7 separate regions of the Mus musculus genome follow, and all the other regions are linked to region 6. Evidence: chromatin contacts called from public HiChIP or PLAC-seq and promoter capture Hi-C data. All regions are on one chromosome and are shown on one strand. Each heading gives the region's core, a stretch centred on a gene start, on an enhancer-like site or on the middle of the called end of the contact. The rest is flanking DNA. Distances are from core to core; before and after follow the strand shown.

Region 1 (3,146 bases), core at 202-2,701, 400 kb after region 6:
GAAAACATTTAATTGGAGCTGGTTTATAGGTTCATAGGTTCAGTCCATTATCATCAAGGCTGGAGCATGGCAGCATCCAGGCAGGCATCGTGCAGGAGGAGCTGAGAGTTCTACATTTTCACCTGAAGGCTGTTAGTGGAAGACTGACTTCCAGGTAGCCAGGATACAGGACTTAAAGCCCAAGCCTACAATGATACACTTATTTCAACAAGTCCAAACCTCCAAATAGTGCCACTCCCTGGACCAAGCATATTCAAACCATGACATGTTCTATTGCTGTTGCTTACTGAAACCTGGAGAATTTATTATTATTATTATTATTAATTTTACTGTCTAGCAGGGCATAGTGTTGACTACCTTTAACCCTGTATCTCAGGAAGCAAAGGCAGATGGAATTTCAGATATGTGCTGCCACACCCTCCAACCATTTGTTTCTTTTAAAAACTGTGAAGTCATCATCCCATCTTTCTGCAAAAGTGAAAAAAGGACCATCCACTGCATACGAAGGAATGGTATGTTGTCAGAAACATATGGGACTAGTAGAGCCTGGCTTTTGGCTTTACATAGACTCAGGTTCGAATACCACTCCTTGTAAGGTGAGGCTAGAGCCTCTCTTCTGGAATCAATCTGTCTTGAGTTTTGGGAATACCAAGTGAACTGATCCATATGAAATACATACTTCCCCATAAGCACTCAATAGACAAAACCATTACAACCAGCAAGCTAATGGCTTAGAGGAAGATGGTAACCCTAATGCTTCCTATGTCACTATGACCCACAGAGAAAAATCCTAAGGGGCCATGAATTAAACATTTTTGAGAATTGGTTAAGTTACTAAAAATTGGAGGCTTTTTTTCCTTTTGAGTCTGTGCCTTGCAGCAGTTTGTCCAAAGTTTTCAAAAACAGACTACATGATTTCTGACACAGTCGCCTAATCTATAGATTCTCCCAGATCTAAGAAAATTACTGGTTTTGGGGAATTGAATCAGTGGCCTCATTCGCGCCTGCTGAACACACTACCACTGAGCCGTACACATCAGACTTGGGATCAGAAAGGACAAATGAGTAAGGATTCTGTTTTCAGATGCAGTGTTTCGAAGGAAGGCTGGAAAAAGGGGGAAAAAAAAAGCCATCACTTCTTATCTCTAGCCATCACCTGCTTATCGCTAGATGAAGCCCGAGGGGGTGGGTAGCTGGGAGTTAATGCAGATTGCAGAGCTCTAGGGTTTCTGGCGGAAAACGCAGCGCGAAAGCCGCATCAAGGTACAAACCACTCCTGACCCCGTGACCAAGGAGACACCCGCCCCCAGCCTCTCCAGCAAACACTGCAGACTTCAAACCCAGCCCCTGATGCCCTCCGCCAGAGGCGCTCCCAGGAGAGCGTCCTTGCGTTGCGCGTGCGCACGCACGCGCTGCGCACAGGCTGCTGGGATGCCGCCTCTTCCCTCCCGAGCTCTTAGTTTCCCGGCGTGCTTCAGACCCGCCAAATGGGAGGGGGAGACGCAAGATGGCGGCAGCCGTGAACTCCGGCTCCAGCCTCCCGCTGTTCGACTGCCCGACTTGGTGAGTAATGAGGTTTCTGGGACTGGAGCGGCTTGGCGTGAGTTAACCCGGACAGAAAGGAGAAGGTTGTATTTTTTTTTCCTCTTCCTTTTTTTTTTTTTTTTTTTTTTTGCGATGAAACGAACGTCTCAGAAAGATCCTGGAATGATTGAGGGAAAACTGTCCGCTGTGAGGGGCCGGGCGACGTGTGGAGGATCCTGGAGCTGGGGCCCAGGCTCTGCGGAAACCCGAGTTTTGGGGGCTCGAAGGTATTCAGTTTATACAGCGCTTGGGAGGTCAGCCGCTCACCGGGGTGCTTCAGGCCTTGGCCCCTAACTTGCCCTAACTCATCACTGAGTGCCCGATGCTCTCGGGGAGCATCAAACCTTCCCCGGGTGCTGAAGGTCTGGAGCGCGCACGAGCTGGCTTCCCTACCTCAGTCCAACCTGATGCTGCATCCCTCCGTGGCTGCTGCACCCTCCAAGCGGACTAGGTGCTCCTTGCGGGCAGGGATGGCGCGGGACTGTTCCCCCTTGTTCTCTGACCAGACCAGCACGAAACCCGGTACAAAAGACAGCAGAAGTTGTTAGCATACAGCATTTTCATCCCCTGGGAAGTTCAGAGAAGTAGTAGGATGGTTTCCGCGTTGAGTGGGGTGCAAGATGAATGAATAGGAACTGCTTTGCACGAGGATGCATCGGGGTTAGAGCCCTTTCTGCTGTTGCGGCTCTTCCTGGTTATTAACGTGTTACCTCTCGGGCTTCTGTTACATTGAGATCTTCAAGGGCAAAAACCCTTGCATCATGCTCAGCTCCTAGGCCTGAGTCAATCACATGGTAGGATATTCAGACAAAATATTTTGGCTTTAATGTTCATTTTAATCTGTATCTCGAAGCAAATGGGCTTTTGTTCGATGCACTGTCCTTTTAGCCACTGCCATGAGAGATTGGAGCGGAGCTGTGAGATGTCTGTGTTGAATCTTCAATGAGATAGACTCGATATCGTTTCTTCTGTGCAAATGTAAGGGCCCTGGAAGGTTCAAAAGAACAAGCCCAGGAAGCGAATGAATGCTTGGCTGTTTCCTGGATTTCTTTATTCTTTTAACATATCCATGTGCTTCAGCCTACAAATTCTTTATCCACACTGGTCCCTGGCTGCACTTATTTCAAATTTGGGCCAGCCAAATATAAAGAGACTCTTTCTTTGAGATCACCTGTCATTACCTCAGGGTCTGGTGTATACCAGGAACTGTGTCAGGTGATTTGACATTTGAGCATCCATCCCCTTGAATGATGAAGCGAGGTATAGAAAACAGTCTGATGACTTAGATTTTTTTTCACAAACACCTGTTCAGGGTGCCCCCACACCTCCCTCCCTTTGGAGCTTGGTTTCGTGGGCGTGGTTTTGATTTGCTCTAGTTCCCTAATTACAGATCTCTGATTTGGTACCAAGAGTTCATCTGGGTAATGTTTTTTTGTTTATTTTGTGATGAGAATGATATTGATCAGCCCCCAAACAAACAATTTTTGTTATTTGGTTATTTTAACATATATTTGTTTTAAGGCAAGATCTCTATATGTGATTCTAGATGATCTAGAACTCAC
Region 2 (3,600 bases), core at 574-3,073, 270 kb after region 6:
CCTCCACCTCCCCCTCTCTTGGGTCCACACAGCTTGGCTACCCCCTCCACCTTCCCACTACAAATGGAAGGATGCTCATTGCATCCAATTCTAGACTACAAAAGGCTTGCTTGTAGGGTGGCCACCTGGAGAGTGGGGTACAGATGCGAACCCTGCTAACCTTCTTGGAATGGGCCCTAGTAAACGTGACATTTAGTAGATGCCAACTGTGTGCTGGTTCTCAGAGGCCCTGTCAGCGAAGCTTTCTGGTCCTCCATGCTTTGAGAAGGCAAAGAACTGTGTAGAGCCAGCTGGCCTGGATCTGATAGAACTTCATCTGCCTTCTCCTCCATTCTCCCCTCTCCTCCCCGCCCCACCCCTTCCCATTCTATTTCTGTTTCCCCCACCCCACCTGTCTTTCTGCTTATATCGCTCAAGGTGGTCTTGAACTCGTGACAACCTCCCTACCTCTGTTTGCTGGATGCAAGGATTATTATAGGCATGAGCCACTAGGCACAGCTTTGGTATGGGGAGGGCTAGTTTCTTCCCCAAAGTTCCAATGAGAAAAGCAAAAGTCCAGAGAAAGCTAGCTCTCCTTGAGGTCTGCATAGCAATTAAAGGCCCATTCTTGCTAAGAGAACATGTCTCTGAGGCAGGAGACCCCTGAACACCAAGCGGCACCCTCTCACTCCCTCTGTGGTGCAACACACCCGGATCAAGGACCAAAAATGGGGACGAAGGCAGGGACCAAAGTTGGCTGCCAGCCTTGAGCCTGCAGCGGCCCAAAGCCAACTGGCCTCACTGCCCTGTGTTGCCATGGAAACAGCCCCTGCGGGCATTGGCGGTCAAAAGCAGGATTTCCGTCGGGGCTGCCAGCAATTCCCGGATCCCGACAGGGACGCAAACCTTGACCGCCACTGCGGATAGGGAAAAGCACCCAGGGAGGTCTGATGCCCCAGGGTGAGGTCTTCCCCAGGAAACCCAGATCCACGCCTCCAGCTGCTGGAAGGAATCCCCAGGGTGTCTGGAACCCGCTGCCCCACTGATGTAGCTAGAGGGTCTGGGGGGAGTTTGCAGACTCCCCGCTTCCCTCTGAGGAATCCAGATAGCCGGCCTCTGAGACCCCAGAACTGCACTCTGGACTCCGAGTTCTGCAGAAGTCACTCTCCTAGACCCCCTTCTCGGGAACTCGCGACCGATTTCCTCAGTATCCCCTCCCCCTTTCCAGTTTCCCCACCTACTACCCCTCTCTCATACCCCCTCAGCTTCTTTCCTTTTTCTCCTCCTGAAAGCCTCTCAGGGCTCTCCCTAGACGCTTTTGGGGGATCCCACAGTGCCTTCCTGTACTTTCAGCCCTCTCCCCAAATTTTATCAAATTTACAACACAGTTTCCCTCTCTTTCCCCATTTAGACTTTTAGGGGGAATTTTTGGTCTGCCTTCGCCGTACTGCCTCGGCCTTCTCCTAGGTTTTTATCAGCCTTTTCCAGCTTTCCTTAGTTTTCCTTCTTCATTTCCTTTCTGAATGGGATCCCCACCCCCATCTCCCGCTTTCAACTTGCTCAGCTCTCAAAGTTCAGGTTTACCCCCAAATCTTCCCTCCAAGGTGAGGACGGTTAGGGGCGGGGCAACATTTGCCCTACCAGCCCCCACCGGGTTTGGCCGCCTACCTGGTCTCAAGGGAGCCAGCTGCGGGTGACTCGATCTGGGGCGAGCCAACCCTAACTTCCAGCAACCAGGAGAGGCGATGTGGGGGGTAAAGTGAGGTGCTACCCGCCTCTGCCCCTACTACCTACTCTGGGGAGGGAGGAGGAAGCCGTCTCGGACTTCTCTTATTTTGGTGACTGCGGAGGAGGAGGCGGCAGCCAGAGAAGTCGAAGTCACGCCTCAGCCCCTAGACTGCTGCCCAAAGCCAGGAGGGGCCCCCAGATCCAAAGTCCGCTGGCTCCCACTTCCCGCTGTGGATGGGCTCTCCCAGCGCTGTCCCTGCGCCCCAGCTCCTTCCCAAAGGTTCCGGCCAAAGGGACCTGTCCCTTTAGTTACTAGAGTGGGATACCAAGGGGGTGGGGGGTTGGCCATCCCAAAGGCTCCCACTCCCCACTCATCTCCTAGGTAGGAAAACACAGAGCCAGGTCAGGATAACTTGGCCCAAGTTCACATAGCCTGTAGCCTTTACACTACTGTCACTACATTTGCCAGGGATCTTTTGCCTGTCACTTATACCCTGCCGCCTCATCTTTAGGAACTGGGCGGTGGAGATAAGGCCCTTGCCTTTGGGTACCTGTTTTTCACAACAATCAGCTCCCATCAGGCTACTGCCACACACAAGTTTTAGAGAAGCTGAGGAGAATCCTTAATCAATCACAGTGTCTCTAGGAGAGCCCTCCCTATACTCCCCCAGCCCGATACCCACCCTCCCTTTAAAACCAAGAGTTATTACCAGTATTACCTCTCTAAAACCAAGGTGCACTGAGACCCAGGAAATCCCCCTGCCTGGGGAGGGAGAGCTAGGGTTGAATTGGAAATGTTTGTGGGAGGGTGAGGGCTTAAGGCATGGAAGATTCAAGTGGGTGTCCCCGGGGCTATACTGATGATAGGCGATGACGATGCGTGACTGGGTTTAGAATCAACAGCTCGGACACATTATGCAGTCAGGTGTGCTTCTGTGTACAGACAGGGGTGTAGGGGGCTGTGTGTGAGCGCCCTAAAGTACAAGTTCAGGAGGATCATGGTGACACACACGGTGTCAGCAAGTGATGGATGCAGATAGGAATGCTTCTCTCAATGAGCCATGGCAAACACCTTTAACTCCAGCACTTGGGAGGCTGAGGCAAGCAGATCTTTGTTGAGTTTGAGGCCAGCCTGGTCTATGGAGTGAGTTCCAAAACAACCAAGGCTACACAAAGAAACTCTGTCTCAAAAAACCAAATAAAAGTGCTTCTCTCTTAGGAAAATATGAAGTGGGTGTAGGAGGAAGAAAGGAAATGTAGTGGAGGTTCAGGGACTGTGGGAGGGTGGCTTTACCCTGCCTGGATAGCACTGCCACCATTATAGAGCATCCTCTAAGTTGGCCTTGGCCATTGATCCATGTGTGCAATTAACAAATAAATGTATATCGTGGCCAATGGGAGCCCAGCCATAGGGAGCCCAGATACAAAAGGAACAGCCGCACCAGCTGCACTCCCAGCTACTCAAGAGGATGCTTGAGCCCTGTGGATTGGAGGACAGCCAAAGAGGAGTAGTGATTCTCTACCTGAGAGGAGGGAGGAAGGGAAGAGGAGGAGGAGGAGGAGGGGGAGGCAGAGGAAGGCAGGGAGATAGGACAGGAGAAGGCAGAGATTAGAGGAGATGGGAAGAGAAGACAGAAGAGGAGAGAGGAAAAGAGGAAGGAAGAAAAAACAGGAGGGAAAAGAGAGAAGCAAGGGAGAGAGGGAGGGAATAAGGGAGAGACAGAAGGACATACACTGATCTTGGAGGAATTGCTCTGTAATTCTTCTTCTAAGTCCAGCTCCTGGGTGGCTCCCTAGGGGCCTTCCCCAGTGTTCACACACTTTCCAGCAGAGCCCTCACCTGCTCTTGCCTGGAGCACTCTTCTTCTGGTCTGAAACCGGCTCCTTCCGGTT
Region 3 (3,299 bases), core at 359-2,858, 440 kb after region 6:
ACGGCACCATTTTTACTTACCTATATCAGAGGACTTGAGTGTCCTAGAGAGATCGGTAGCCATCTCTGCATCACTAGAGGTGTCCAGACAGAGGTGTATCTGGGGATAGACAAGGCATGTCTTCTTCCTCAGACCCAAAGGGTAAGGGTGTGTATGTCCTAAGAGACCCCAACTACACTAGGGAGCTGTGTACCTTGTTTGAACTTGGAGTACTGTGGAAGAGGCATCTGGGGGCACATCTCAGCTGGGGAAGTGGGATCGTTTTTATCTGTTCAACATCTTCATGGTCTGAGGTAGTTAAATGGTACATGCCTGTTATTCCAGAACCTGGCAGGAGGAGGCATCAAGAGCATCAGGAGTCTAAGGAAGCCATTCTCAGCTACACAGTGGATTATGTGAAATCCTGCCTCAAAAACCCAAAACAAGGCAGAGGATGCAGCTCACTTAGTAGAGTGTTTGCTTTGAATCCATGAAGCCCTAGGTTTAGTCCTCAGCATCTAATAAAGTGTGTGTGACCACACTCATTTTAGATGGTGGAAGAAGGAAGATCAGAAGTTCAAGGTCATCTTCAGCTACACAGTAATTTAAGTACAATTTGTGCTAAGGGATACTCTCTCTGTCTGTCTCTGTCTCGGGTCTGTCTCTATGTCTCTGTGTCTGTGTCTGTGTCTCTGTGTCTCTGTGTCTTTGTCTCTCTGTGTCTCTGTCTCTCTCTCTGTCTCTCTCTCTCTCTCACACACACACACACACATACATACACACACACACACACACACACACACACACACACACACACACACACCAGACCTCTGGGTATCAAATTATCAAGTCTTGCCAGGTGTAACTGCACACGCCTTTAATCCCAGCACTCAGGAGGCAGAGGCAGGCGGATTTCTGACTTCGAGGCCAGCCTGGTCTACAAAGTGAGTTCCAGGACAGCCAGGGCTATACAGAGAAACCCTGTCTCAAAAAAAAAAAAAAAAAAAATTATCAAGTCTTGATGTTAGATCTGTTCGATGGAGCCAAGTAAAGAAAGGTGTGGGAATTGTCCTGGTTGTTCTTTGGTCAATTTGACCCAAGTTAGAATTATCTGGGAACCTCTGTTGAGAAATGCCTCCATCAGACTGCTTGTAGGCAAGCCTGTAGTGCATTTTCTCCACTTATGATTGGTGTGGGTGGGCCCAGCCCATAGGGTGTAGGTAGTGCCAACCCTGGGCAGGTGGTCCTGAGTTGTGTAAGAAAGCAAACTGAGCAAACCAGTAAGCTGTGTTTCTTTATGGCTTGTACCAGTCCCAGTCCCTTTATCTCTCTCTATCTGTCCGGAGTTTCTGTTCTGACTAACCTCTGTGATCCCAGAGTTGTAAGATAATAAACCCTTCCCTCCCCAAGTTGCTTTTGGTCATGGTGTTTTATCACATTAGAAACCTTAAGAAAAGATTCAATTTTAGAGATGAAGAGACAGGTCAGGGGAAATAAAGTCCCCATTCAAGAGTTCGGGGCGCTTCAGAGAACCCTGTAGGGCTCCCGACCTGAGGGGCGTGGCCTCGGTGGGCGTGGCTTCCGGACTGTCCTCTGCAAGCTGCCGATCAGTCTGAGCAAATCTAGTCGGAACGCGACCATGGAGCCGGTGCCGCTGCAGGACTTTGTGAGCGGCCTGGACCCCACCTCCCTTCCGCGCGTGCTGCGGGTCTGCTCCGGAGTCTACTTTGAGGGTGAGCGGGCTCTGGGTGGAAGGAGCTAGGTATGATGGGTCATGCCTGTAATGCCAACACTGGGGAGCTGTGGCGGGAGGATGAGTTCGAAGCTAGCCTGTTCTATAAAGTGATTGCAGGTCAGTTTGGGCTACAGAGTTAGACCCTGAGGGATCTGGGGTTGAGTTCAGACGCTGCTGTCCGAAGTTTTATGAATCCGCACCAAAAGGCGCCACCTCCCTGCTCTTCAGCTTTTGTCCCATGGGTGATGAGAAGTCCTGAGTTTAACTCAGGCTTTTTCTCAACTGAGGCTCCTCGGTAATGCTAACAGAAATTGTGTGGCAGCTAGGCAGGAGCGATCTGAACAGCCTAGGAAATCCTGTCTCAAGCAACAAGAACAATTATAACAATAAATGGACAAATAAGTGGGGATAACTCGTCCATCGTTTCAGACAGGCACTAGGGTGCTCACTGTCGTTATTGGGGTTGTTCTGAGAGGACCTTGTTTTGTAGCCCAGGCTGGCCTTAAGTTTGCAGCGATCCGTCTGCCTCTGCCTGAATTTGCCATGCCTGGTTCACTGTTCATTTTTCTTTCTTGCTCCCTCCCTCCGTTCTCTTTTATTATCTTCTTTCCCTTTCTGCAAGGATCCAACCCAGGACCCTGAGCTCTCACCACTAAGATATATTCCAGTTCGTTATTTTAGCACCAGATCAGCCCTCCCGCTGAACTCTCTGCTCCTTGCCTCTGAGTCTCTCTGTTCCTCTGCTGGATTCTCAGATGGAGTGGTCCTCCTACCAGGGGGATCCTTCCCCGCTTTTTGCCTGTACATTTGCTCCTTGCCCATGGCTTTCCGCAACCCATAGCAGAGAAGAGATGGCCATATCAGGACACAGCCACCAGTTACTGGCCAAATAACATGTGACCAGGGACTGACCACTTGGGTAAGGGAGGGAAGAAAAGGGACCGACCGGGCTGCTCTGTGGAGGGCAGAGGCGAGAGTGGAGGGAGATGCTGAGATTCAGGGCTCCTCCCTCAGACAGCAAGCTGTCTCATGGATGCCTGCTTCATTCTACTCCCTGGAGTGAGCGAGCCAGGCTCTGCCACAGCAGCTGCCAGCAAAGTGTTCTGATGGCCAAGCGGGTTATAGACTGACCTAGGAGGATCACACAAGGGCCACCACAGTGAGTCTCTCTGGTCCATCGGAATCTGATGGGTCCCTGAAGTGGGACTCTGGGAGCCTGGTCATTCTTTTCTCCAGCTCAGAACATCCTCCCAGCGTCTCTTGCTTACCTGTGTCACAATACCCGAGTTTCCTCATCTGCTATGACCTGGGGTGATGGGAAGTGGAAGGACTTGGGGTGACGTGAGGACAGACGGATGTCACAGAGTGTCGGTATGCAAATGAGGTGAACGGGAAGGTAGATGACCCTATGGGGCAAGGTGTGGTAGAATTCCTGACCACATGGGATTCCAGTTTTGGAGGTTGATACCCCATGTTCTGCCTCCAGCCACCCTCACCTCCCCCTCCTCCCACCCCCACATTACCTGCCCTGCTGCAGATGGGACCTGGGCCATCTTACATCCTAGACTACTAACACTCTAGCTAG
Region 4 (3,364 bases), core at 14-2,513, 280 kb before region 6:
CCATCTACACCTTCCTTTTCCCACGATTGTCCCTGGTCCATCCCTCCTGACAACCCAGTGACACTGCTCACTTAATTTAGTGGGACCAATTTTTGCCTCAATTTTGGCCTGGGACAAGAGTCTTGGACCCAGCTTCCTCATCTTTAAATAGGTTCATCTTAGAGTAGTGAGGTGGCCCACGTCTGTAATTCCAGCACAAGACACGATGAGATGATGAGGACTTCAGAGTCATCCTTGGCTGAATATTGGGCCTAGCCTGGGCCATATGAGACCCTATCTCAAAAAGCAAAACAAAATATATATTAAATTAACTTAAATATAAGTAAATAATAAACCAATGTGACGTAAAATAAAAATGGAAAACCTCATCTCTCAAAAGAGGAGAGATTAATGTCCTTCTAACCCTCTACGGAGGTATGGGGGTTGGGGGTGGAGCTCCGTGTTTAGCAAAAGCCTGGGAAGACACACTCTTGGCATTCTCTAACTTGGCAGCGTTCGAAGGCATCGCAAGGATGCCTCAAGGTCTGATGGCCCCAGGATTCTCTGATTTCTCACTGCCTTCGCCTTTCCGACAGTCCCCACAAAACACAGAGACAGACGGACAGACAGACAGACTCGGGGGCTCTCCATGGGCCCTCCTCCCTGTGTCCCCAGGACGAGCCGGCTGCAGCAGCCTCTGTCCAGGCAAACGTATGGTCAGCGAGCCGCGCTCAGCTCTGCTCAGCTCGGGCGCAGGGTACTGTGCACCCCCCTGGCACAGCCCCAGCCACTGTCTCATCTGCAAGCAGGAGCCGCGCGCGTCCAGGCGGCAGGGCTCGCGTTGCCGTCGGGGCGCGCACCGCCTCGCTTGCCACCAGCGCCGTGGCCCGCGACTCCCGACGCTGTTCCACGCACGGTGCTGGGTCCTAGCACCCCAGGGGCCTCTCGGCCCGCCCAGCCCAGCCCAGCCCTGCGCCCGTTCGGGCCGCTCCGGCCGGGCCCCGCGCACCCCGGAAGTGGACGTCGGGGCCCGAGGAGCAGGGCCCGCGCCCCGCCGCCGTCCAGGCGCGGCCTCCAGGGTCACCCACCCGGGGCTGCACCGCCCCGCGCCCCCGCGGACCCGCGCCGGCCTTACCTGCCCAGCCAGGTGAGCCGCCTCCGCTCGGCCCTTCCCCCGCCCCCCTCGGCACTCACCTGGGTCGCAGGTAAGCGTCTCGCGGGAGCGCGGCACGGGGCGCCGCTGGGGACACACTTCCTGCCTCCGCCGAGCGCCGCCGCGCACCTGGCCGAGGCCCCGCCCAGCTCCGGCCCAGCCAGGAGAGTGAGGCCCTGAGAGGGGCCATCATCGGGCAACAGTGCTTAGGTCCCCTCTCTGCTCTATAGTCCAGTGTCCTGGAAGTATCGGAGAGCCCATGGGGCGCCTACCGGGCCGCAAAGCTCCTACTTAAAGGGCATGCATGCCTCCTGGGAAGCCGTCCGGGCCCCTGAGTCCCTAGCTCTGTCATGTGGAACAGTTCTCTGGACTCTTTATTATAGTTCCCAGCAGACTGTTGCTTTCCTGTCTTTTGTCTCCTCCTTTTAGCCTCTGACCTTGAGGGTAAGGTCTGGTCTTGTTTCCCTAGTACAGCGCCTGGCACATACCAACTGCTTAGTAAATATTCTTCACTGTTTGAATAGCTAGGCAATGATCTCTTGTCTATCTATCTGTCTGTCTACATATTCACTTATTTAGGTTTCTCTTTTTTTACATTAAATGTTTTTATATGTATGAATGTCTTGCCTGCTTGTACATCCATGCACCACTTGCGTGCCTTGTGCCCACAGGTAAGGGAGCAGAGGAGGGCATGGGATGCCCTGGAACTGGAGTTACAGAGGGTTGTGAGCTGTTATGTGAGCACTTGAGAGTCGAACTGGGGACCTTGGAACTTTGAAGAGCAGCCAGTGCTCTCTGAGGCAGAACTCTCTCTTCAGCTCCTCTTACCTAGGTCTTCCAATACAAGATCCTGGGAAGACCAGCCATATCCTGTCCTGCTTCGAGTCAAGATCAGCCTAGATCAGGTATGTTCCCAGGGGTGCAGCCGTAGATTGTTCAAGTTTTCTGAGACAAAGTCTCATGTACCCCAGGCTGGCCTCTAGCTCCCTATGTAGCCAAGGCTGCCCTTGAAGACTTGCTCCTCTTATCTATGGAGTGCTGGGATCACAGGCATGCGCCTCCACAGCCAACATAGTCCCTGATGTCTTTCTTGCTCTTTTTGAACTGTTTGACATGGGAGCAAGTCACTTTCCATTTTCCAGTGTCCCCTCTGTAGATATAGACCTCTCTAGCCAGATGTGGTGGCACATGCCTTTAATCCCAGCTCTTTGGAGGCAGTAAGGTGGACCTCTGTGAGTTCCAGGCCAGCCTGGTCTACAGAGTGAGTTCCAGGATTGGCAGGACTATGTAGAGAGACCCCATCTCAAAAAAACAAACAAACAAACAAAAAAAACCATGAGGGGCATGGTGGCACACACCTTTAATCCCAGCACTTGGGAGGCAGAGGCAGGCAGATTTCTGAGTTTGAGGCCAGCCTGGTCTACAAAGTGAGTTCCAGGACAGCCAGGGATACACAGAGAAACCCTGTCTCAAAAAAAACCAATAAATAAATAAATAAGTAAATAAATAAGTAAACAAACAAACAATTTTAAAAGGTACCTCTGTCAACTGGGGAGGACAAAGAAGGTCACACATGGAAATGACAGGTTTGGGAGAGATCCCTGTGGCAAGTTCCCAGCAAAGGCCCAGTGGCAGAACTTCCCACAGTCTATCACACTTCCTTCTGGGGCAAGGATGGACAAGGGGTACACCATATTCCCCTTTGGAATTCAGAAAATGAGCCACCTTGTGTACAGTGGCACTTCTGCAAACTCTAAGCCTAGCAAGGCCTGTTCTAGGGCACATTCGTGAGACGCTCTTGCAATGCCGTGTACGGGACTGGTAGAGACCCGTTCAGCCAGGTGTGCACACCTTTAATCCTGGCACTCAGGAGGCAGAGACAAATGGATCTCTGTGAGTTCGAGGTCAGGCTGGTCTACAGGATGAGTTCCTGGACAGCCATGGCTACCCAGAGATACCCTGTTTCAAAAACCGAAGGAAAAAAAGAGAGAAAGAAAAGAAACTCTTCAGCAAGGTGTGCTGCCACCGTCTGTCATCCCAGCACTTGGACGGTGGAGGCAGGAAGATCAGGAGTTCAAAGCCATCCTGGGCTATAGGAGACTGAAAAGCCAAACCAACCAACCAACCAACCAACCAAGAACAATTGTTCATGATGGCCTCAAAAAGGAAATACAAACACCACTGACAGGAGATACAGAAGTGCAGAAAGTTCAAGCACTTTATAGAGCGTAG
Region 5 (3,127 bases), core at 434-2,933, 360 kb after region 6:
AAGAGAGCATCAGCTCTCATTATAGATGGTTGTGAGCCACCATGTGGTTGCTGGGAATTGAACTCAGAACGTATCGAAGAGCAGTCAGTGCTCTTAACCAGCACCAACAGCATCAATTTTACCACAGAGAACTTCCAACTCAGCAGCCTCTTTCTCCTGAGTTCTTCAAATGATTGGTAAGGCTTCGGTGAGAATGGTTTGTGGTGCTGGTTCATGGTGTAGCTTATACCATATGACCAGTGGCCAAACCCAAGATCTGCCCTAAAGCAGGTATTTGGGGGTTTGCAGTGGCAGTCTGCTTCCACCTGAGTGTCCCTGATCTCTCTGATGGGAGAATATACCTCTTCATCAATTACCTGGTACTTGAGTTTTTCATCCTTGAAAAGGCATAGTTTGGGGCTGGAGAAATGACTCTGCAGTTAAGAACACTGGCTGCTCTTCCAGAGGACACAGGTTCAATTCCCAGCATTCACATGGCAGCTCACAGCTCTCTGTAACTCCAGGTCCAGGGGCTCTGTCACCCTCACAGGTACAGGCAAAAGACCAATGAGCATAAAAATAAATAATTAAAAGAGAAAGCAAAGGAGCAGTTTATGCTGTCTATCTGGAGTTTTACCATAAACATGGCTTATATGTCCACTCCATGGCCCAGCCCTCTAGTGAATATATGTCCTTGTTTCTGGTCTGTCTTGAGATACTGGTGGGTGAATTGCTGGCCGAAGAATGTGAATATCATATTCGAGCCCTGGGGGTCAAGGATGAATTTTTTTCTTAGAATTTTCCCCATAATCTTTTGAATCAGAAACCCTCTTCTTCCCTTTCACAGGATGGGAGTCAGGCAGTCATCTGTTACAGGAGGAGAGGCTCTGATGTAGTAGGAGAGGTTGGAGAAGGGTGCCCAGTTTTCGTAGGTGTGGTGCACATTGTAAGTTGGTGGGCTGTCAATCAAATGCCATCTGGCTGGCAACATATCTCATGACTGAATTCCGCAGGAAGGGAATGGTTTTTATTTGTTTGGAGTGTGAGTGGGTTTTCCGAGACAGGGTTTCTCTATGTAACCTTGGCTGTCCTGGAACTCACCCTGTATACCAGCCTGACCTCAAAGGAAGGAAATGTTAATCAACAATGTCCCAGAATCCCTTGAAGTGGGTAAGCACGGGGCACACCGTATTGGCGGATGGTTTCAGTAGTAACTTTATTCTTGCTAGAAATTTAGGTGTTGAACAGTTTTCACCATCGAATCCTGTCGGGTACAACTGCACGTGTACTGGTCCCATTCCATGCTCATGCATTCACCTCGATTTTGACATGGGTTGGAAAAGCAAGAACTTGCTGGGTGCCTGAACAACAGTGCCGCGCGGAGCAGCAGGATGCGGGAGCGGCAGGATGCGGGAGCAGCAGGATGCGGATGAGCGTGTTGGCGGCCGGAAGGTCGTGGAATGCGGGGCGCGCCGTCTGTAGACGACAGGCTGAAGAAGTCCGGTCCTGTACTGGCTTCACAGCTGGAGGAGTCGGGTCTTGCGAGAACGCTCACCGCCAGCAGTTCGAAAACTCTCAAGAGACGACCCACCGCCAATTCCAGCCGCACACGCGCACTGCAGGATGGGGCGGAGCGCGCGCATGCGCACCGCGATGGGCGGGGGGTCAGTGCGCACGCAGTCGCGGTCCCTTCCCCGCCCTTTCTCTTCCCGGTTTTCCTCTCAGCTGCTGGGCCCGGTCAGTGGCAGCTTCCGGTAGGAGCGCCGCGAAGCGCGACCCGGTCTCTGCTCACTGTCATGTCCTACGGTCCCTTAGACATGTATCGGAACCCCGGGCCGTCGGGGCCTCAGCCCCGGGACTTCAACAGCATCATCCAGACATGCAGTGGCAACATCCAGCGGATCAGCCAAGCCAGTGAGCGAGGGGACCCAGCCGGGAGCTGGGGGCGGCCTGAGGGACAGACGGTGGTGAAGCTGCCAAGTCGGGGAGCCCGGTCTGGGTCGCAGCTCAGGCCACACCTTGAGGCCGTCGCGAGCCTCCACTCTGGGCGCGGCGAGCTGCCTTTCCCTGGGTCGGCCAGGCTCGGGCCCTTTAGGTCCACACCCCTGTCTTAGGCGGTTAGAGTTCACGGTGTTGGGGGTCAACAGAGCCGACAGCCCCGATGGTGGGAGGGAGTGTGTGTCATCTCCAGGACTGTGAGCAGCAGTCTTGACTTGGCGCAGTGGTCAGCCGAGTTTTTCCTGTCGTCGCCGTCCCCCTCTCCCCACCCACCTTGTTTTCCTCAGTTCCGATCAGGGGGTGCTTACTTGGTTGCGACTTTAGGTTCACATTCAGCTCAGCGGTTGGGTCCTCAGACATCAGCAACTTTCAATTAAGGGAAGTGGAGAATGCGTGCGTTCGAGTGACTTAATACACTGTGTTTCCTGTAATTAACCTGGACGTCAGTCAGTGCCTGGCATTTAAGGGACGGGAGGACTGCTGCTTTATGGCACAGAATGCACCGGGAACATTTTAGGTTAGGTTGTCTTTGTAGCGAACGTTTTTCCCATTTCAAGCATGAAGATGTCCTCTTCTGCCTCCGTTGAGAGCTACTCTTGGCCACAATTACACACCAAGTAAGAGATGGCAGGGTTGGGCCAAGTCAGTTTGTAACTGCTTACCTTAAAACTCCCTTCTGTAGCTAGAGTCAAGTACAGGCTGTTTTTGAGTTTCAGAATCATCCCAGAGCCCTGTAAACAGAACAACAGAAGCAATTTTACTTTAAAAATGGTGACAACCATCTGTGTTGTTTATTATTCTGTTTTTTTTTTTTTTTTTTTTTTTTGTGAGCTTAGCTATACTGTTAATAAGTAGAGTCAGTTCTGAATTGCAGTTATGTCCTAAGCTTTAAAGCATAAGCTACCACTGTGCTTTTATTTTCTTTTTGAGACAGTTTTTTTGTAGCTCTGACTATCCTGGAACTCACTCTGTGTACCAGGCTGGCTTCAAAATTAGAGATCCACCTGCCTCTGCCTCCCAAGTGCTGGGATTAACAATGTACGCCACCACACCCAGCTTGTCACTTTGCTTTTATATCTAAATGTATACTGTAGGATTTGAGAGGTAGAAAGTTTCAGGCAGGAAGGGTTAGGCCTGGGTGTATGGAGGT
Region 6 (3,510 bases), core at 824-3,323:
CTCTCACGCACGCCGAGGTGGTAGAACAAGGAAGGCTGTGCCAGGGAGCTGCTCACCTCCAGCACCACTACATCTGTGGACACAGAAGTGTAGGCCTGAGCGTGGAAGCCCACCTCAGTGGCAAAGGAGCCTGGAGATGCATGCCACGTCAAGTGCCTTGCCTGCACCTCATGCCAAAGTCGGTGCTGCTCTCGAGAGCTTCCCGGGGTTTTCACAGTACTCTTATTGGTGGTGTTACAGGAGATGCCCAGGGACCTTCATCCCACTGAGCACTTCCAGGTTATGTAGGAGACAGGAACTTTGCAAAAAGAAGTCCCATTCTCTCTCTCTTTCTCTGTCTCTCTCTCTCTCCTCTCTCTCTTGTTTTATTTATATGTATGTGTGTGTTGGTGTGAGTGTATGATAGAAAGCGGCATCAGGATCCTCTGGAGATAAAGTTACAGGTGGTTGTGAGCATGCACACCCCGTGTGCATGCTGGGAACCTCGGGTCCTCGGGAAGAGCAGCAAGTGCTCTTAACCTCAGCGCCATCTCTCCAGTCTTGAAGCCAGGGTCCTGAGGGTGATCTGCATCATCGTGTGTGAAGACAACGTCGTGCTTTTATGTGTGTTTGTGTAGCTTACTGTATCCAGCCATCTTTAAGTGACAATGTCCGCAAGGGAGGGACTGTATGAGTCAACGCAGATGATTCCACTTTATCTGTGGTCTGACCGGGTCAGCCTTCATTTTTAAGCTACAATTTAGCAGATGTCCAGGATACAAGGCTCTCTGACTCGGAGATAAACAAATAGGGATGAGGTGGAGCATCCGGTAGGTGGGAAAGAGAGGAATAGCTATCTTCCGACCTCACCCTTGGACTCCCTGTATCTCCTCTAGACCCACCCCTGCCCCACCCATTTTCTTTCGACTCCTAGTCTCCAAATACAATCCCTTTCTCCTATAATCCAGTCCCGAAGAGTTGCCTCAGTACTTCCTTTCCCGCCCCTTTAGTCCCATGTGGGATGTAGTATGCTAGGACTTATCAACCCCAATCCTGCAGAGATGGCCCCTTGCCATAGACCGAACTTCCGTCTCAGGCCTGATTCACCCTCAAAAGTCCAACGTGAGATCATCCTGAAAAAGAGTTCTCCCGCTTACGCAGGGAAGCGCAGCTCTGCCCCTCCCTCAGCCCCGCCCCTCCCCAGCCCCGCCCTTAGAGTTCGCCTGCTCCGCCCCACCTGCTTGGCACCACGCTCACCGAAAGATACTTAAACTCCGGAGCCAGGCCTGAATCCCCAGATCCAGCCTCAAGCCCATCACATCCATAATCCACTAAATGCCCTGTCGTTACTGCCTTGTCTCAAGTTCGGCTTTAGTTTACCGTAAATTCCCTAGACCTGGTACCCACACCCGCCCCGTCAGGGTTCTAAAGCTCCGCCCCTTGCCCCGCCCAGACTCAAGCCCCGCCCCGAGACGCTCACCCGCGTTGTAGAAGGAGTCCAGCGCAGCGGTGTCGCCTAGCGCCAGCGTCGCAAAGGGTAGGCTGCGTAGCTGCGGGGGTGGCCGTGTGCCCTGGAGCTGAGCGCAGGCCTCGCGCAGGCATCGCAACGGCAGCGGCTCTGCCTCGGTTCCCGACCCGGGCTCCACCCCGAGCCCCGGCTCCCGGGTCAGCACGTAGACCACACTGAGAGGCCGGCTCCGCGCGCAGCCCCGACCCGTGACCGCAGGAGACGAGCGGCCCCGGCTCAGCGCCTCCGCCAGCGGGTCCTGCCAGCAGCTGCCCGCCCGTTCTAGAACCCCGGCCCCAGGACATGGCCCCGCCATGCGGGGGCGCTCAAGCGCGGGGCCCCGGGCGCGGGGAACCCGGGACAGGGCACGAGGCTGAAGGTGTGGATCCAGTCGGGATCCGGAGATGGGCTGGACGTCCTGTTCCGGAACTCTTAAGTCCAGAAAGACTTCTTTGCTCAATCTTTCACGGTCCTTACAGATCTGCAATCCAGGACTGGGTTCTGGGAATCTGGGGTACCCAGTAATCCTCGGCTCACAGGTCACAGAAGAGTCCTGGGAAGTCAACCGGCAGCGTGCTACACCCAGACTTCTCAAGGGAGCGCTGGCAGTCACTCTGTCCTGCCCTCACATGTAGGCTGGGCCCAGCCCTTTCCCGACTGGGAAAGGCTCCACCCTCGGCCCTGGGGCAATGAGGCTCCCCAGCGGCTCTCCCTCCCTCCTCTCCGGCTAGAACCTCTGACACTGTCCACTTCCGGAACAGCCTGTGCCCCTATTCGGGCCAAACACTGTTGACTGCTTACTGCAAGCGCTCGTAAGACGTGTGCCCAGCCCAGGGATAGGAAACAGGACAGCCCCGCCCTGCAGGGACCTGGTAAATGAATGGACACTGGGCGGGGGAAGGACGGGGGAGCAAAACATTGTGTAGGCGGCACATGTAATGTTCCTGCTGGTAGGGGTCAGAATGTTGACAAGCGCTTTCCTCAGAGCCTCTCTTGCAGTGAAACCTTGTGGACCTTATTGGTCCACCCGAAACTTGACCATGGAGCTGAAAAGCACTTCTACGGTAAACTTCCTATCTACCCTTTGAAGGAACTCCAGAAGTCTCCGCTTTTTGGGTTACAAGGTTATCCCGGCTTCAAATTCACCAAGAAGCTTTAACATCATAGTATGAATCTAAGTTGCTATAAACCTTAGAGGGCCCTGAACTTAGAAATGAGACTTTGAGACTCTGAGGTTAGGGCCATGTTTCATAATCGTTTATTATGGTAGGGCTTGGGCATGAGAGACAGCACAGCTGTAAAGACCACTTGCTGCTCTTTCAGAGGGCCCTGGTTTGGTTCCCAGCACCCACATGGTGGCTCACCATCATCTGTAACTGTAGGCCCAGGGGAGTCCTGGCACTCTCCTGACCTGCATAGGCGCCCAGCACATACATGGTGCACATATATAATTACAGGCAAAAGATGCACATGAAATAAAACTAAAACTTTATAAAAATAATATGTTGGGGCTTTGGACAAATGGACCTTTCAACAAACGGTAGGAAGCCTCTGTTTCACAGCCTTCTTGTCTCATGGAAGGAAAAAAATATATCTTCCTAGGTTTGAACCAATGGGATAGACGAGCAATAGAAAGGGAGAATGTGGCCCATTACAGAGGTTTGGGTAGAAAACACACTTACAAGAAACAAATGGGAACCAAGTGGTGGTGGCACATGTCTTTAAGCCCAGCACTCAGGAGGCAGAGGCAGGTGAATCTCTGAGTTCAAGGCCAACCTGGTCTACAGAGTTTCCAGGACAGCCAGGGCTGCTGAGTGAAACCCTGTCTCATAAAATCAACCAACCAACCAAACAGCAAACAAAGAGTGAGAGAAAGCTGTCCTCAGATGCATCCACTTTGGGCTTGGGGGCCCAGGAGGATTGCGAGTGGGTGGTTGAATCTCTCACCTCACTGCCCCCTAGCATTTCTTGCATCCTTCTAGGATCTGAAGCCCGGAGAAGTCCTACCCATTCGTCTTCCTGAT
Region 7 (3,390 bases), core at 449-2,948, 360 kb before region 6:
GGGTTGCTGAGGATATATTCAGTCGGTAGAGTTCTTGGAAACCCTGGGTATAACCCCGGCACCGCTGCTAAAGCAAACATGGTGGCAGTCCATATATAGACCAGACTGGGCTAGAACTCAGAGAGATACTTGCTTCTGCCTGTTAAGTGTTAGGATTACAGATGTGCACCTGTCTATACAGGACTGGGGAGCAAACTCCATACACACTAGCAGGGACTCTACCAACCAAGACACACTCCCAGCCTCTGCTTTTCCCCAGGGTGGGGGTAACATGTTTCCCTTGTGGCAAAGCCAGTCACCAACTGGCATGTCCCCTGTGTGAGTTTAAATGCTCAGACTCTAGCCGTACACTACCGTGGTCTTCCCTAACTTGATGTTTTACTGTAGTTCTGTGCCTGTGCCATGAGTTAGGCAAAGCACGCAAGATCTCAGGACAGAAATCCCATCTGCTTCCTGGGAGAACCTGTAAAATTAGCCAGGACCCTGAAGTCTCTCAAGAGCCCCTACTCCGTGGCCCAAGCACATTCCAGCCTGTTCAGGGTTCTGGCCTACAACACCTCTCCCGGAGGCAAGGCGAGTGCTCAGACACTGTGAGGAGACAGGCAAGGTTGTGCAATAGTCCTGCTTCAAGGGTTAGACTGGCTGGGTCCTAGGAAGAAACTTCTTTAGAAGGAACCACGGAGTCCCATCTAAACTTGAAGAATGTGGTGGGGCACATAAGCAGGAACACACCCTCAGTGCCCATTCTTATCATGGGCCTTGAAAATAGGGCCCAACCAATCAGGGATGGAAGATTGGGAACAAAGTGATCTCCATCTCCAAGGAGACTTCTCTCAGGGGTCAGAGGCAGAGTCTTGAAGGGACTTGAGAACCTCTGGGAGCCAAGTGAGGGATCATACTGGGCTGGAATCACACACTGCGCCATAAAACAAAATGGAATGTGCCATTCCCAGCTCCTTTCCCTCAGCCCTGTCTTCCTCCCCAGGTTGATAGCGTCCCCCCTGGGGGACCAAACTGGACTGAGCACCCAGGTGGCCTGCTTCCCAGCCTCTGACAGAGGTAATCTGAGTCAGGCAGGGGAGTGGGACAGTCAAAGAGTTAGGCCCCCACCCTCTGGGAACCCTGCCGATACATGACGACAGGCAGCTTGGAAGGGACGGGTGACCCGATGTGGAGAACCAGAGAGTAAAGTCTCAGACAAGTGTCAACAGGCCACCAACTTGAAAGGGAAAATTGTGCTGTAAGGGGGAAGGTGTCCAACAAACATATTGGGTGACTAATTACAAAGGCTGGGCTGGAGCGTCAGAGGCCGCTCGTTAAACACTTCATTAAGTGGCACCCTGAGATGCCACCTGCGCATCTGGGGTGTTCATAGGGCATCTTGAGGGAGAACAAGGACCAAGGGATGGAGCTATCTTCAGGCCGGCTCAGCTAATGGCCCCCAAAGAGAGCCAAGAGGAAGAGGGGACACGGAGGGGGAGGGGTTTAAGGGAGCTGGCAGCTTGTGACCTCAAACTGGTTTGGTTCACCCCTGAGACTTGATAGTTCTACCTCTACAGTCCTACAGAGCCAATTCGGGGGTTGGGGGTAGTTGCATCAGATCATGGATGCGCAAGTTTGGGGGAAACTGTACAGCCCTACCTATACATGAGTTCTCACCTGAACTGTCCCAGCTCCCTGGGCTCTGCCTGGGCTAAAGCAGCTCGGTGGCTGAAGCCTGGAAGATCACCCTGAAAGACAATCTGATTTGGTAATCCAAGACGCTCCTGCAATGCAGCCAGCCCTGAACTGCAGGGGGCAGTCTGGAGCCGAAAGGTGCCTTTGCAGGTGGGACCTGCGGCCAGGTTTCTCCTGCTGACTGTCCTGGTGACTCACAGCCCCCTCCCGTCCCAGCCCTTTTACCTTAAAGGTAGAGCCGGAAAGGGTGTGGCGAAGACTAGGAGGAGGCAGGGCCCAGGCCCGCTCAGACCACGCCCAACTCTTCTCAGGGCCATGCCACCCCAGCCAAAAGGCAGAGCCAGAGCAAGGGAGCCGCAGAACCCAGCGTTACTCTCGAGACAGCCAGTTCGCCCGTCTGTCTGTCCATCCTCGCAGTCATGGAGAGAGCCAGTCTGATCCAGAAGGCCAAGTTGGCTGAACAGGCCGAACGGTATGAAGACATGGCAGCTTTCATGAAGAGCGCCGTGGAAAAGGGCGAGGAGCTCTCCTGCGAGGAGCGAAACCTGCTTTCCGTAGCTTACAAGAACGTGGTGGGCGGCCAGAGAGCGGCCTGGAGGGTCCTGTCCAGCATCGAGCAGAAGAGCAACGAGGAGGGGTCAGAAGAGAAGGGCCCCGAGGTGAAAGAGTACCGGGAGAAGGTAGAGACCGAGCTCAGAGGTGTGTGCGACACCGTACTCGGCCTGCTGGACTCGCACCTCATCAAAGGGGCTGGAGATGCAGAGAGCCGCGTCTTCTACCTGAAGATGAAGGGTGACTACTACCGCTACCTAGCCGAGGTGGCCACTGGCGATGACAAGAAGCGCATCATCGATTCTGCCCGGTCAGCCTACCAGGAGGCCATGGACATCAGCAAGAAGGAGATGCCGCCTACCAACCCCATCCGCCTGGGCCTGGCCCTGAACTTTTCAGTCTTCCACTACGAGATAGCCAACAGCCCCGAGGAGGCCATCTCGCTGGCCAAGACCACCTTCGACGAGGCCATGGCCGACCTGCACACCCTCAGTGAGGACTCCTACAAGGACAGCACCCTCATCATGCAGCTCCTGAGAGACAACCTGACGCTGTGGACAGCCGACAGTGCTGGGGAAGAGGGTGGTGAGGCTCCGGAGGAGCCCCAGAGCTGAAGCAGCCGACAACCACCCCGGCTCGCCTTGCCCTCCAGTCCCCAGCCTGCAGAGAGGACTAAAACGGAGTGGGACTCTGCCCTTCCCAAACCCTGAATGTTCAGCCACACCTTGGAAGGCTCCTTTGAAGGGGGCGCAGCCAAGCTGAAGCCACCAGGGCAGGGAATCTCACTCTTCGTGTAGCTGTCTGGTGGGTGTTCCCAACCCATCCCACCCCTGCTCTCTGCACCCCCTCCCCACTTCCTCCCCCTGAGCCTCCCTCGGGCACCTGTTGCTTCTGGATCCGAATAATCCAGGAGGCTCCCCACCCTGTGGCTGAGAACTGGACTGTGGCAAGGGCTGTGTGTGTGAGAGAGAGGGAAACTCTGTGTGTGTGTGTGTGAGAGAGAGAGAGAGAGTGAATGAGAGGGAACACGTTTGCTGGGTGTGACCATGCTACCACTCAATAAAGTTGCCCTGTGACACTCGGTCTTCTTCAGTTATTGGCCATGGGTTGAGAGTAGAATTAGAAATGAGTTAAGAGAACCGGACTCTGAAACTCTGAGCT

What was found. Promoter capture Hi-C pulls out the DNA fragments that hold promoters and counts their contacts. HiChIP or PLAC-seq counts read pairs in DNA pulled down with a chosen protein or histone mark. Capture Hi-C pulls out chosen DNA fragments and counts their contacts.
Region 1: a promoter capture Hi-C map of liver shows a contact between it and region 6, with 4 times the contacts expected there. The contact joins the promoter of Ppp1r8 here to the promoter of Map3k6 in region 6. A contact is called at or near these places in 5 of 39 promoter capture datasets (the 3T3-L1 cell line, liver, neutrophils and 2 more), 1 of 484 Hi-C or Micro-C datasets (embryonic stem cells), 3 of 115 datasets of contacts at active chromatin or transcription factors (embryonic stem cells and large pre-B cells) and 3 of 9 other capture datasets (embryonic stem cells, macrophages and pancreatic islet).
Region 2: an H3K4me3 HiChIP or PLAC-seq map of embryonic stem cells shows a contact between it and region 6, with 55 read pairs. The contact joins the promoter of Fgr here to the promoter of Map3k6 in region 6. A contact is called at or near these places in 7 of 39 promoter capture datasets (embryonic stem cells, liver, neural stem cells and 2 more), 1 of 484 Hi-C or Micro-C datasets (bone marrow-derived macrophages), 25 of 115 datasets of contacts at active chromatin or transcription factors (the 230-238 cell line, T-cell acute lymphoblastic leukemia, acute myeloid leukemia and 17 more) and 3 of 9 other capture datasets (adipose tissue, liver and pancreatic islet).
Region 3: an H3K4me3 HiChIP or PLAC-seq map of embryonic stem cells shows a contact between it and region 6, with 4 times the contacts expected there. The contact joins the promoter of Themis2 here to the promoter of Map3k6 in region 6. A contact is called at or near these places in 2 of 39 promoter capture datasets (both in liver), 2 of 115 datasets of contacts at active chromatin or transcription factors (embryonic stem cells and microglia) and 1 of 9 other capture datasets (embryonic stem cells).
Region 4: a contact with region 6 is called in an H3K4me3 HiChIP or PLAC-seq map of embryonic stem cells, with 26 read pairs. The contact joins the promoter of Kdf1 here to the promoter of Map3k6 in region 6. A contact is called at or near these places in 6 of 39 promoter capture datasets (embryonic stem cells, fetal liver, liver and 1 more), 3 of 115 datasets of contacts at active chromatin or transcription factors (embryonic stem cells and pancreatic cancer cells) and 2 of 9 other capture datasets (liver and pancreatic islet).
Region 5: a promoter capture Hi-C map of adipose tissue shows a contact between it and region 6. The contact joins the promoter of Stx12 here to the promoter of Map3k6 in region 6. A contact is called at or near these places in 3 of 39 promoter capture datasets (the 3T3-L1 cell line, embryonic stem cells and liver), 2 of 115 datasets of contacts at active chromatin or transcription factors (embryonic stem cells and pancreatic cancer cells) and 2 of 9 other capture datasets (adipose tissue and liver).
Region 7: a contact with region 6 is called in a FOXA1 HiChIP or PLAC-seq map of pancreatic cancer cells. The contact joins the promoter of Sfn here to the promoter of Map3k6 in region 6. A contact is called at or near these places in 1 of 115 datasets of contacts at active chromatin or transcription factors (pancreatic cancer cells) and 2 of 9 other capture datasets (adipose tissue and pancreatic islet).

The regions. Positions count from the first base shown.
Region 1 is chr4:132,841,474-132,844,619 of GRCm38.p6, reverse strand. Ppp1r8 (protein phosphatase 1, regulatory subunit 8) reads left to right here and starts at 1,451. Exons shown (of 7, transcript NM_146154.3): 1 at 1,451-1,563. The coding sequence starts at 1,508.
Region 2 is chr4:132,972,318-132,975,917 of GRCm38.p6, reverse strand. Fgr (FGR proto-oncogene, Src family tyrosine kinase) reads right to left here and starts at 1,823. Exons shown (of 13, transcript NM_010208.4): 1 at 1,648-1,823.
Region 3 is chr4:132,794,673-132,797,971 of GRCm38.p6, reverse strand. It overlaps Themis2 (thymocyte selection associated family member 2), which reads left to right and starts at 1,608. Exons shown (of 6, transcript NM_001033308.2): 1 at 1,608-1,712. The coding sequence starts at 1,619.
Region 4 is chr4:133,516,862-133,520,225 of GRCm38.p6, reverse strand. It overlaps Kdf1 (keratinocyte differentiation factor 1), which reads right to left and starts at 1,263. Exons shown (of 4, transcript NM_133707.2): 1 at 1,174-1,263. Gm42323 (predicted gene, 42323) reads left to right here and starts at 368. Exons shown (of 3, transcript NM_001378703.1): 1 at 368-1,126; 2 at 1,965-2,037. The coding sequence starts at 417.
Region 5 is chr4:132,883,014-132,886,140 of GRCm38.p6, reverse strand. Stx12 (syntaxin 12) reads left to right here and starts at 1,683. Exons shown (of 9, transcript NM_133887.4): 1 at 1,683-1,893. The coding sequence starts at 1,776. It also overlaps the pseudogene Gm13033.
Region 6 is chr4:133,239,381-133,242,890 of GRCm38.p6, reverse strand. It overlaps Map3k6 (mitogen-activated protein kinase kinase kinase 6), which reads right to left and starts at 2,073. Exons shown (of 29, transcript NM_016693.5): 1 at 1,460-2,073; 2 at 1-73. The coding sequence starts at 1,802.
Region 7 is chr4:133,600,476-133,603,865 of GRCm38.p6, reverse strand. It overlaps Sfn (stratifin), which reads left to right and starts at 1,698. Exons shown (of 1, transcript NM_018754.2): 1 at 1,698-3,310. The coding sequence starts at 2,097. The coding sequence ends at 2,843.